Linked DNA regions of Mus musculus: region 1 is linked to region 2. A link is a contact called in public HiChIP or PLAC-seq data. All regions are on one chromosome and are shown on one strand. Each heading gives the region's core, a stretch centred on a gene start, on an enhancer-like site or on the middle of the called end of the contact. The rest is flanking DNA. Distances are from core to core; before and after follow the strand shown. Region 1 holds the start of Ppp1r1a (protein phosphatase 1, regulatory inhibitor subunit 1A). Region 2 has its middle 20 kb from the start of Itga5.

Region 1 (6,228 bases), core at 3,386-5,885, 150 kb after region 2:
TATATGCTAAGTGGTGCTCTCTTTACCGAGCTACACCCCAGATCTGGAGGATGAGGGTTTGGCTTTTGAGGCCTGGGCTGAATGGTAGGGGCCAGCTCACCTTGAGAAGTGAGTTGGGGATCCGGTCTTCATCTATTTCTGGGGGAAGTAGGGGAAAAACAGTGATAAGAGCAGGAAACCCAAAAGTTTCCTCAAGACCCGAGTTCTTAAGAAGAAGGTACACAGCAGATCCCCCTGTACTGTGGCTTGGCTTTGTCAAAACAGAGTGGACCCTCTGACCAGCCTAAGCCTGCATCCTGGCCTCAGGCTCTGAAGACTGTGAAGGCAAATGTGTGGCCCTTCGGCGTTTTTGTTTTTGTTTTTGTTTCCTCCTCTGCAGCATCCAGGTCTCTTTTCCCTTCTAGTCATTCTTTTACCCCCAGACCAGAGCTGAGCCTTCACAGGAGCAGGGCTCCCTGAGAGAGAATAGCAAACTCATTCTGGTCAGGGTCCATAGATGTGCACCATTTATGAAAGTTGGGGTGGGGAGAGCTGGAGACTTTGGCCCGATTTCAGACTAGCCTGGTCACTTTTTTACACTTACCAAGCTCCTCTGACATTCTCTAAGACCTTGTGTCCTCAGACCCTGGTGGGGAGTCTGGTGACCAGAATTCTAGCTGCTCCCTGAGCTGTTTCTAACCTCACCCTCTGGGGACCTGATGCTAGATGATGGAGACAATCTCTCCCCCTCACAGCTGTCACTACTGCATTTGGAGTGGAAATAGCAGACATCTTAGTTGCTGGAGAAAACTACAAGGCTGTTGTCACAGCAACCTGCACTAAATTGACCATCCTGATGCCTGGGGGCTTAGGAATCAGGTTGTCCCCTCCCCGCCTAGCAGATTTCCATGTTTGTAAAAGCAAAATAAATCTTGCTGAGTCAGCACGGGGAAATCTCTACTACTGAGGTCTGCCCTATCTCTCTAGCACCCATCCCCTCTTACAAGGGGTTACCTGGGGAGGACTGATCACTGGTCAGCACAAGTGTGGCAGGGGTGGGGCGGCGCCTCCGAATCTGGGTTAGGGGAGGAAGAATAAGAGGTCAAGTTCGCTAGGAATACCCCCCCCCAGTCCGATTCTGCACATCCCCCCAAAAGTTACTGGTTACTCTGGAGTTCCATTGGCCCATTCCCTTCTTCAGGGGTGAGCTGCTCTTGGGGACACAAGAAACTACACAGTCCCTTCCTTGTACTGTCTCTTCATCCTCTCCTTGTCCTCCCCAGCTCTCCTTTCGGAAACTCTGTCCACTCTGTGCATTGATTTCTGTCCATCCTGGATCAATGGTCAGAAATAACATGAGAGATCAGAGGGCTTTCCCTCAGACTCCAGTCCACCCCTGAAGCAGACATTAACCCTTTGTGGGCTCATACCTGTCTTCAGAAGGCCTCCCTCAGGTTCATCCACCATGAAGGAAGGGCTGAGTGCACCATTCCCCTGGCCACCACGGTCCCTCAATACTCTAAGGTTTCACTAGCCTTGGACACAATGGCTTTTTAATTGGCCAGGAATAGGGGAAGTGGTCCTAATGGTGAACAGGACTTGAGGAGGTAGAATCCTGGCCAGCCCCAGGGGAAATGATCATATAAAGCAGACCGGTGGCATGAGTTCCAACTGAATGCCCCCCTCCTGCTGCTGGCTTTTCTTCCTGTCCTGCTATCTATTAAGCTGATTGTTGCTGAATCCTATAGACTCTTAGGATGTGTAGTTTTTCCTTTTCTGGGGAAGGTTTGGAAGAGAGAGGCATCACATGGGTAGAGCTCCTGCTGTTCTCTCAGGGCTGTGGGTAGATAAAGCTAGCAGTCCTGGGGAAGCAGGGTCCAGTGAGGACGCAACGGATCAGATTTAGATCTGTTCATATTTGTCTCTTGTCATCATCAGCATTGGCAGTGGTGGCTGGAGGTGACAAGATACCTAGAAAGTGGGAATAGTAGGAAGGACTGTTTGAGCCAGAGAGGGGGCTCTTTCCAAAGAAAGAAACAGCATGTATGGAACAGAGTGACTTCTTGCTTCAGGGAAAACTAGTGGCATCTGCTTTTAGTGACATTTCAAGGTCCCAGCAGAGCCAGACCTCTGTGTGTGTGTGTGTGTGTGTGAATACTGAATGTGAATTGTCTCTGGCTGCTCCTGGTACAAGATGCTTCGTGTATGTGGGAGTGGGACCATCCCTTTGATCCCTTACTTTCTTTCTGTTTTGGTGGGGGTGGGGTTGCCACTGGAGAGTAGTGGAAGTGACTGAGACTGTGGAAGGGGTATCAGTGACTTGATGCAGTACCTGTATTGGGAACCCAAGGAGCCCATGACCAAAGGTCAGCAGGGCTCTGAGGTTGGACAGACTCTTACTTACCTTACTTAACAGACTCCCCCAACCCCCAACCCCAGACAGGGATTTGAAGCACTCTGAGTCTTTGAGAATTGTGGTGTTGAGGCAGGAGGCAGGAGGCAGGAGGCAGGAGGCAGGAGGCAGGAGGCAGGAGGCAGGAGGCAGGAGGCAGGAGGCAGGAGGAGACTCCCTGGATCCCAAGAGAGATGGCTCTTTTCTGTTTCTGCCCCTACCTAACCTAGCTCTCAAGGACATCTGAAGGTTGTGGAGGAGGGCTGTCCCCACACTCTGCTGTACACTTAGCTTCCCACTTTTTCTTCACCCTCCCACTTCCACCCCATGGAAGTTGGGGTAGGAGCTCCTGCTATGTTTGGTGCTTTTGCCTACATACTTGGTAACAGCAGGAAGAACCGGGGCAAACTTTCAGAGCCAGGAGACAGATTTCTGAAGACTAGAAAAGAGCAGACAGAGTCCCAGCTTTTCTCTCACTTTGACTCCCCAACACTGTCATGTGCCCTCTTGTGTTCCCTTGTCCCCAGCTCTGTAAACCAGCTGGCCAGCCCTCCTTCAAACCCCCTTTTTTTTTTTTTTTTTAGATTTATTTATTTATTATATGTAAGTACACTGTAGCTGTCTTCAGACACTCCAGAAGAGGGAGTCAGATCTTGTTACGGATGGTTGTGAGCCACCATGTGGTTGCTGGGATTTGAACTCTGGACCTTCGGAAGAGCAGTCGGGTGCTCTAACCCACTGAGCCATCTCACCAGCCCCTTCAAACCCCTTTGACACCAAACAGAAGCAGGTGTCAGGTCCTGTCTGCCATTGGGAGGCAGATCTCAGAACCTCTGGCTCCCACAGTCTCCACTTCTGGGCCTGCTTTCCTGTTTCAAAAGTCGTCTGAGCCAATCTGCTGTTTCTGGGCATAGGCATAGTCCATAGAAACAGTCTTCATTCTCCTCATCTCATGTGTGTGAGGTCTCAAACTCCCTCTCCAGCCCCTTGGTCCCCAGGTAGGGAGAGGAGAAGCTGGGTACCTGCTCCTCCCTGGATCTGAGAAGTAGAAGTTTCAAAGTGTACACCTGCTGGGTCCCTTTTCATCCACACCCAATTCTATGAATCGGCTCTAGCAATGTGGAAACCTTTTTCTCCTGCTCATCCCCAGAGGTCTGATTCTTTCAGGTGGAGAGCTTGACAGTGAGTGGCTGGGGGCAGGAGTCCTGGGGAGCTGGATGCTCTTGGGGAGGGATGGTCTTCACAATCCAGGGAATGCAAAAGAAGGCAGGCTGCAGATAGTAGCCCCTTCCATACGCTCACTGACGCTGACACACACTGCTCACTCACACACTGCCGCCTCTGCCAGGCTGCTCAGAGCTAAAAATAGGCCAGGCCAGGAGGCTGGGCCAGGGCCCTGCACTCCCACCCGATGAGCCAAGCTTTCTTGGTGGCTTGCTCGTGGCTAAGCTTGGACCCCAGGCCCAGACGCTCCAGATCGCCGCGCTGCGCCCCGCATCTCACCCCCACTCCCTACTCCATAGGGCAGAGTTATACCCAGGTCCCACGTGCTCTGACTTGCAGAAGGGAACATCAGCTTGCAGACCCCTCCACCCTCCCCCGTCCTTGCTCTAAAACTCCTCCATAGCTGTTCTCATCCCTTTGGGTGCCACACTCAGCCTCCAGATGACACGGAGGGGAGGAGAGCTGTCTCTTCTGCTCACTCGCCGCCCCCCGCCCGCAACATCCTCCCGGCAGTACCCTTCAGCTTACCAATGCCACTTAGCCGGGAAACTCTGGGGGTTGACTGGGTGTGAGGGGCTGTAAGGTCGCCAGTGAGGGAGGAGGGGTCGTGTCCCTATGGCTGGGCTGGGAGTGAACGATGCTCTTGGAGACACCCGCCACAGGGACCCATACTGGTGACCGAGGTGTGGCCTCGCTGTTGGGGGAGGGTATGGAGACCCCCATAAACTGGGCGAGTGCGTTCCTGAAGAGGTGTGGTGCCGCGCTGGGGCAAGGCAGGGATTCAAGTCTCACGGCCAGGTCCCCAGTCCTTCGCCGAGTCCTGCTGCCCCGCCCTGCCTGTACCTGCTCCGCCGCCTCCGGGTCCAGGTGAGGCTCCAGCAGCGGGACCGTAAACTGGATCTTCCGTGGGCTGTTGTCGGGCTCCATGGCTCCCGGTCAGGCAGCGGCGGACCTCGGGCTGGGGCGGGCGCGCTCCCTCTCTGTTGCGCTCCGGCCCTGGCCCCAGCCCGGCGCTCGGCTTGCAGCTCCTGGCTCGGCGCGCCCCGCTCCGCTTGGGGACTGTGTTGTTGCGGATTGGCTCGTCACCGTCCCTCCCGGCCCCCTCCTCCCCCAGTCCCGAGCCTTAACCCCGTCGTGGCTGTGCTGGCGGCTGTGCAGGTCGCCGCCCCTCAAGCTAAGGATCCAGACCCCGGTTGGTCGCTGTCCTAGACCACCCGCGGGCCGGCATCCAGGTATTTTAGAATTCTGGGCAGGGGGTGGGTGTGGAAAGGTTTTATCAAGAACTTCTTCAAGCTGGTGCAGGTTTCATGGTCTGGAAAAAAGAAAGGACACAGCTCCAGAGGTAGATTATGTTTATGATCTAAAGGAGATTTCACAAAGAGAAAAGATTGAAAGGAGATTTAGGTACACAGCAGGAGGGATTAAAGTTAGACTGGGAGGGAACTTCCCCTTGAGGCCAATTACTAGAGTGGATGTGAAAACTTTGAGGGCAGGTGCGAGCTTTGGCTACTGTTCAGGGAACACTCCTGGACAAGAGAGAGAAGAGGGGAAGCTCTCAGAGAGTCGGCAGAGTAAGACTCTTTGGAGTGTGAGTGGACCAAGGGCTTGGGGAGAGGGCCATTTAGGGTAAAGAAGAAGCCATGGAGGTGAAAGCCAATCCTGCTTGTGAAATAGATTTCACTTTCTGCTTGCTACATTGTGAGCTGCAAAGTAGGTGAAAGGCCTTTAAGGGGATTACAGGGATGGGGATGGGGAGTGGAGGACACCCCACCGGGGTGGCCTGTTTACAGATGGCTGGTGTCCACTTTCACTGTTGGCAGGACAATGAAAATGCTCTGCCCTGCTCTGTCGTGACTATTGGCATGGAAGTTAGACTACTAGAAGAACTTACTGGGTTGGTATGGGATCAACATGCCACTCGGTACTAACCAGTGAAGGCGACAGGATATTCATAGGAACTGAAGTGCTCTGTACTAGGGTTAGGGTCACTAGACAGAGAGAGGTGGGTGCTGGAGAGGTGGAAGGGTTCCTAATGTATTCAGGAGGCACAGTGGAACTGAGATAGAGAAGGAGAAGGCCTATAGTGCTGAAGGGGGGGTATGGAAGTACGGGGAGATCAGTTTCTTTGTAGTCTTAAACTGAACAGAGGGCAGGGTCTATCTAGGTTTAAGCTTGGCTCCAGGGGAATGGGGCCTTGGTCATCCCCCACTCTAGGGGGCAGCTTTAAACCTCAGTCTGGAGTTCTCTGGTGTGTTTTCCATGGCCCCTTCCCCTCTTCCCTCCAAAAATAGCCCCACCCTCACCCCCTTCCTCCCCTAGGGATCCTTTTACACAGCAGACAGGCTCAGCTTTCTCCAGGGCAAGGCCAGGTTGCAGCCACTCAGCAGCCCTGAAGGTTCTATAGCCAGTTGCTCCTCCATTTGCTGTTGAAGTAATGGGACTCTGGGAATGCTTCTCCCAGCCTTTTTGCTCTGTTTGGATAGTAGGGAAAATGTTCAGTGTCCCTGGATCCCAATGTCTGTTTACCCACATCCCAGTGCAATGTGCACGGAGAGGTGATGAATCAATAATATGGGAGACAGGGCAGACGGTGTCTTAGGGCTGGGCCATTATTTTCCTTCTCTTTGCTTCTC
Region 2 (6,713 bases), core at 3,548-6,047:
AGCATTGAGTGTATGTGTTGGGAGGGGTAGGTGTTTGAGGGCAGGAAATCCAGAAGGCAACTCAGACAATGGCTTTTTCCGCTGGCGTGGGTCCAGGCTGCTGGATCCTGTCTAACCCCATAGCACCTCCTGATTTTCTTTGGTTAGCATCCCACTTACTGTTCACTAGTGGGGGAGAGGGGCATTTCCAGGTAATTTAATTCAACTTGGAATCTTCTTGCCGTGGTTTCCTATACGGTATGGTGGTGCTACTTTGATCTTATGGTAAACATGTTTTTATTTATGTTTAGTCTGTCTTGTTCTATTCCTTAAACTGTTCTCTTGTATAATAGGACAATAAAAGCTTTGGTACACGCCCCTCCCCACCCCCTTCTAGTATTAGGACAATAACATGTGCCTCCTGATATGGGAGGTGACAATATACTTAGATGGAAGAGCAGAGATCTTTGGAATGTAGGAATATGTTTCCAGAAGACTGAGCTGAGCATAATCCCAGCACTTGGGAGGCTAAGGTAGGAGGATCAGATCATGAGTTTCTGGCCAGCCTTGGTTGTATAGTGAAACCTCATCTCAACAGACAGAAGGGACGGCCACTGATTGCTACCAGGGCTTTACACTGATAAACTGACATGGAGGCCCCCACCTCTTCCCTTTTTCCTGCTGTCTGGTTAGACAGCTACTTTTCAGCTCATCCTGTGGATAGAGGACTCAGTGTTGTCTCACTAACACGCCCAATGTACTGTTTGCCTTGCTCCCGTGATTCCAGGGTATACAACTCACAGTCATCTCTATTGCCCAGGCTACTGAAATCCTGCACAAGTGTCCTTAGCTCATCTTAACCGTCAGCAGTCCTCTTCTCAAGCACTGCCCTTGCAGTCTGGACTGCACAGTCTAGTACTTAATTATCCAGGTTATTTATAGAGTTCCTGTGAAATTTAGAAACTGAATGCATCTGAATGTACATGTGACCAAAGCAACTATAAATACTTTATAAAAATTATAGACTTCTTTAAAAAAAGATTTTTGTGTGTAGGTGTTTTGCCTACATGTGTTTATGTGCAGCAAATGTACACACCTGGTACCAAGGCCAGGATCCCCTGGAACAGAAGTTACAGACAGTTATGACTGTGAGCTACCATGTGGGTGTTGGGAACAAACATGGGTCTTCTGGGAGGGCTGCAAGTGCTCTTAGCCACCGAGCCACTGCCACTGATCTGCCTTCACTCCCATGAGCTGATTTGTTTGTTTGTTCTTTTGAGACAGGGTGTATGTAGCCCTGGCTGTCCTGAAACTCACCACCATCTGCTTACTTCTGGAGTGCTGGGATTAAAGGCATTTGTCATCATGCCCCGCCATAGGATTTTTAAAAAAGATTTATTTTATGTGATGAGTACACTGTAGCTGTCTTCAGACACACCAGAAGAAGGCATTGGATCCCATTACAGATGGTTGCAAGCTACAAGGTGGTTGCCAGGACTTGAACTCAGGACCTCTGGAAGAACAATCAGTGCGCTTAACTGCTGAGCCATCTCTCCAGCCAATACATAGAGTTCTTAATGTTAACTTTTTAATTGTTGTTAATATGTTTTTATTTTGTGCAGAAAATGTTATATTAGAAAGGAGACTCGAATTTGAATGCTGACTCTATAATTTAATAAATAGATAGGCCACAGCTTGGTATAGTGATACATGCCTGGAATCCTAGCACTCAAGAGGCTGAGGTAGAATAAGAGTTTCATACCTACCTGGGATATATACTCTTGTCTAAAAGCCAGGCTGGCAGTGGTGGTGCACCTCTTTAATCCCAACACTCAGGAGGCAGAGTCAGGCATCCCAGAGTTCAAGGCTAGCCTGGTCTACAGAGTTCCAGGACAGCCAGGGCTACATAGAAAGTCTGCCTTGAAAAAACAAAACCACAAAACCACCAAAACAACAGAAAAGTGTCAAGTTATGCCATCGTCCTTGTTCTCAATATATTAATCTATAAAACAGAGATTGTACTTTTCCCCAAGACTTGTTGGGGGAATTAAAGTTAATATACTGTCTGTGCAATAATGCTGAGAAGACTGAAATCCATCCAAGGTCTGATGTGCTCTTCCTGACTGTTGTCAGATGTGTGTGAAGAAGTTCTCAGGAGAGACATCACTGATCCTTACCTAGCATTCCACAGCATGAGTTACAGAACTTGCCTCTTCTACTAAGCCAGGTTCTAAAAGGTAAATACTACCTTTGCTTCCATTTTCCCGTGGCTCTTAACCACTGAGTCATCTCTGTAGCCTCAGACCTGCTGTTGAGATAGCTCTTAGTTCTGGCTGGGTTGGAATTCTCCAGATCGACTAGGCTGGCCTTGAACCTGAAGTGATCTTCTTGACTTAGCCTCTAGAATGCTAGAATTACAGATGTGTGCCACATATAACTCCTATTGGACATCTTGAATGCAAATTCTTGAGAGAAACTGAGCCAGAAGTGCCTATTCTGCTCTTGAATGACTTGAGTCAGGATCTTAGGTATCATGGAAGTACCTTGCCTGTTTTGACTGTGACTTGGATTTTCCCACTTCTGAATGCTGGGGTCACAGCCACCAAAACCAGTAACTTAGTAATGGAGGATCTAACTCAGGGCTTCATCCATTCTAGGTAAACACCCTACCACATAGATTATATTTCAGCTGCTTTTTTTTTTCTTGGCCCATTGATACTGAGAGAGAACATTTATTGATTATACCAATAACTAGTATAGATTATACATTCCTTGAAAGTAAGGCTCATGTCTTAAACTTATTTTGCCTCAAACTATTGCATCAACTGCCCCTCCCATGAAAAGATCAGAACATACTAAAACAGCTGGGAGAAATGACTGGTAAAACTGACATTCCCCTTGACACTGAATGAGAAAATCATTAATCATTCTGAATATATTTTTTCCTTGAGGCTGAAGATTTCCCAGGGTGCTCACAGGTACTGTTTCTTATCATACTGGATTCTCTCTGAACTCTGTTCTCAACACTTAACATGGGGTAGGCTTCTTCTTCCTCTTCCTCTTCTTAATAATTTATTTTTATTTTATGTGCATTAGTGTTTTGTGTTGGATCCTCTGGAGCTGGAGTTACAGGCTGCTGTTAGCTGTTATGTGGGTGCTGGGAACTCAGGTCCTCTGGAAAAGCAGTGCCCTTAACCACCTTAATGACTGAGTTGTCTCTCCAGCAACTTCTTTTTAAAAAAAGATTTATTTATTTTATGTATATGAATACACTATTGCTGTCTTCAGACACACCAGAAGATGGCATCAGATTCCACTATGGATGGTTGTGAGCCACTATGTGGTTTCTGGGAATTGAACTCATTACCTCTGGAAGAGCAGCCAGTGCTCTTATAACCACCAAGTCATCTCTCTAGCTCCTCCCTTCCTCCTTCCATCCTCCTCCTCCTTTTTGGAGATAGGGTTTCCTTGTCTGTCATGGTACTTTCTATGTAGACCAGGATGGCCTTGACCTCACAGAGATCCACCAGCCTCTGCCTCCTGAGTGCTGGCATTAAAGTTGTGCACCACCACCACCCAGCTATCTGTATGCTATTTTTAATCAATTAAAATATCTTGGCATTGAAGGTTGTGAGACAGCTAAACAGGTAAAGGCACATTGTTGCCAAGCCTGATAGCCTTCGTTCAAACCTTAGGACCCACATAGTGGAAGGAGAAAACTGATTCCTACAAGTTGTCATCTGACTTCCTCATGTGCACCATGGCATGTGTGTACCCCGTACAAAAAAAAAAATGGAGAAAAAAAAGATACTGGCTTTTGCTGGGGAACTCACGCACTGCCTCCCTTCTCCCCACCAAATTAAAAAAAAAATATGCAGGCATTTCCTGATTGTCAGGTGAGAGATTACCTCACTGCTAATCTAGAATCTGTGGACAGCCCAGAGTCTGTGCTTAGGAAAGCTTTCCAAAATTCTCTATGGCTGGTACCCACAGTTTAGAAGTATCAGATCTCCTAGAACTGGGTTAAAAATGGTTGTGAGCTATCATGAGGGGAGCTGGACCCAGGTCCTCAATTAAGAACCATCGAACCGTCAGTCCAGCCCCAGATTAAAAAAATACTGAATTTTTGTGTACATGCATGTATGTATACATGTGGGTGTAGGGATACCATGGCACACTGTATGGAGATCAGCGGACAACCTGTGGGAATAGGTTCTCTTCTTCGAACATGCGTGTCCCAGGGATCAAATTCAGCCTTCCAGGTTTGGCAGCAAGTGCCTTTTACTCACTGGCCCTTTTTGAGTCTCACATAGCTTAAACTGGTCTTGAACTCCAGATCCTTATGTCTCTACTTCTCAAATGCTGGGATTGCATGCATGTTTCACTAAGCCTGACTTTCCCAGATTTTCTTGGTGTCCCTGGTGCTTCCTTAGCTAGATACCAGAAGCTGACAGGTCTTATGGTATGTATTCCAATTTCTCTTTGCCCTTCTCTCCCTCCCTGTTTTGTCCCTCTTTTAAATACAAGATTTCACATATCCTAGGCTAGCCTCCAGCTTGTTATTTAGCCAAAGACAACCTTAACTTTTATCTTCCCTCATCTCCCAAGTGCTAGGATTACAGATATGTGCTATCATGTCTAGTTTATGGGGTGCTGGGGATTGAACCCAAGGCTTTATGTATGTGAAACAAAAGCTCTACCAACTAAGCTCTGGCCCAGCCCAGCCTAACAGGGCATCATTTCTAAGAAAGGGAAGGAAGAAAAAGGAGGTATGGGTGTGTTAGGACGAACATACTGCAAAACCTCAAGAGTACCCTGCTTATGCCTCTCTCAGGCCACTTAGATTTGAATGCCACCTGCTGGACACCATGGAGCTCCACAGCCATGTCTCATTGGAACTTTTTTTTTTTTTTTAAAGATTTTAAAACTTATCTTACATGTTTCATTTGCATGTATGTGTGTGTACCACATGAGTGCTTAGTGGCCTTAGAAGTCAGAATAGGGTACCCAACCCCTGGGAACTGAAGTTACAGATGGTTGTGAACCACCATGTGGGTGGTAGGACTCAAATCTGAGTTCTGGGGCTGGTGAGATGGCTCAGTGAGTAAGAGCACCCGACTGCTCTTCCGAAGGTCTGGAGTTCAAATCCCAGCAACCACATGGTGGCTCACAACCATCCTAACGAGATCTGACTCCCTCTTCTGGAGTGTCTGAAGACAGCTACAGTGTACTTACATATAAATAAATAAATCTTAAGAGTAACCAGAGCCGTCTCTTCATCCCAGAACTTCACCTTTGTTACAGAGTTAAATTCTTCCTTTTAGTTGAGGTGATTTTTTTTCTCTCGTGAGTTATCTTTTCAGGGAGACTTCATGTATTTTTCCCCTTACAGGTTGCCTTTTTCCAATGAAAACTTTTTTTTTTTTCCTCCTAAGGCTGGATAAAGTGTTTCACAGTTCCTTGATTCAGGGTCCCCAGGGTGACTGGAGTCAACTTTGGGAAAACAAACTCAAAACAATACAGAGCATTGTGTGTGTGTGTGTGTGTGTGTTTATTCTCCACAAAGTAAGCAAGACATTCAGAGGCACTGGGTATGTAGCCTAATTCAATTTAATTTGGATGTTATTAGGAAATAGTATCAGATAATTCCTTTGGCTGTTTTTTTTTTGTTTTTTTTTGTTTTTTTGACCAACTGCCTACAAAGTAAGATTCCTACAACCCCCATTTCTGGGTTAATGTGCCTGGGTGGCTCCCCAACCTCTAGGAAACACATTTACTAGTTTGTCATAAAGAATATAAAAGAATACAGAGAGATGTGCAGGAGAGTGAAGCACAGTTGAAGGGCTAACAAGTTTCCATGTCCTGGGTGTTACATACTATTCTCCAGGTCTGTTATCTTCCAGAAATCTGATCAGCTACTACCCAAGTTCTCCAAGTCCCATCCTGTGTGGTCTTATGAAGACTTATGTGTTTCCAACCCTAACAAGACCAGGTGAGACACTCATGAAGGCCTGTCTGCTTTTGCAGTCTTCTTGACCTCCATACAACATTCCTCCTTCTGGGTTTGGGCAGACATTTCTGGAATGACGTAAAGGGCAGGTCAGAGAATTTCTTCATGTCTAGCTCTAGGACAGAAAGGTAGGGAAAGACTACAGTTCCTATGACCTGCTTTGGGGGAAAATTATAATTTTTATAGCTTTCCTTTGATGGGTAGTGGTGGTGGTGGAAAGTTATCAGCCAGGAGCTCCAAATAAAATCCAAAAAAGTATCTATCATACAATTACATCCTCCTACTGCCAACAGGAAGCAGTTGGGTAGATGAAACAAACCACAAGCCTCCTTGGGTAGGAAGAAGGTATTACCTTCATTGGCTCTCTACCTGATTCAAATATAGGGAACTGGAGGTGCTGTCTACTGTTCATGGTCCCTGTTCATTTAGCAGAGATTAACACCACTAGGTCCCATTAAGTCATTTAGTTAATGGAAACTGGATTGTCCATGAAACTGGGTTGCATCTTCAGAAGGGAAAGTCATTTGTGAGTTAGGAGTTCTGAAATAAATCCTTTATTGTTGAAGTAGGGATGGGTTCAATCCCTACCACCACATAAACCAGGTATTGTGTCTTACTCCTGTAATGTCAGCACTATAGAGGTGGAGGCAGGGGGACTAGGAATTCATGGTCTTCAGGTCTTCTATCTTTAATCACTACTACACTATACTGTTTACTTGTAATT

Evidence for each region. HiChIP or PLAC-seq counts read pairs in DNA pulled down with a chosen protein or histone mark.
Region 1: a contact with region 2 is called in an H3K4me3 HiChIP or PLAC-seq map of bone marrow-derived macrophages, with 2.2 times the contacts expected there. The contact joins the promoter of Ppp1r1a here to the enhancer-like site in region 2. A contact is called at or near these places in 2 of 39 promoter capture datasets (cranial neural crest and frontonasal cranial neural crest), 1 of 484 Hi-C or Micro-C datasets (bone marrow-derived dendritic cells), 3 of 115 datasets of contacts at active chromatin or transcription factors (bone marrow-derived macrophages, embryonic stem cells and extraembryonic endoderm stem cells) and 1 of 9 other capture datasets (liver).

Annotation. Positions count from the first base shown.
Region 1 is chr15:103,533,357-103,539,584 of GRCm38.p6, forward strand. Ppp1r1a (protein phosphatase 1, regulatory inhibitor subunit 1A) reads right to left here and starts at 4,636. Exons shown (of 7, transcript NM_021391.3): 1 at 4,439-4,636; 2 at 994-1,054; 3 at 101-138. The coding sequence starts at 4,522.
Region 2 is chr15:103,383,929-103,390,641 of GRCm38.p6, forward strand. No RefSeq gene overlaps it. Among named protein-coding and RNA genes, the nearest start is that of Itga5, 20 kb to the left of the region's middle. Within about 2 kb of position 4,798, at least 6 of the 459 cell types and tissues checked have an H3K27ac peak or open chromatin away from gene starts, as enhancers often do. A contact at or near this core is called in bone marrow-derived macrophages, where this site is marked.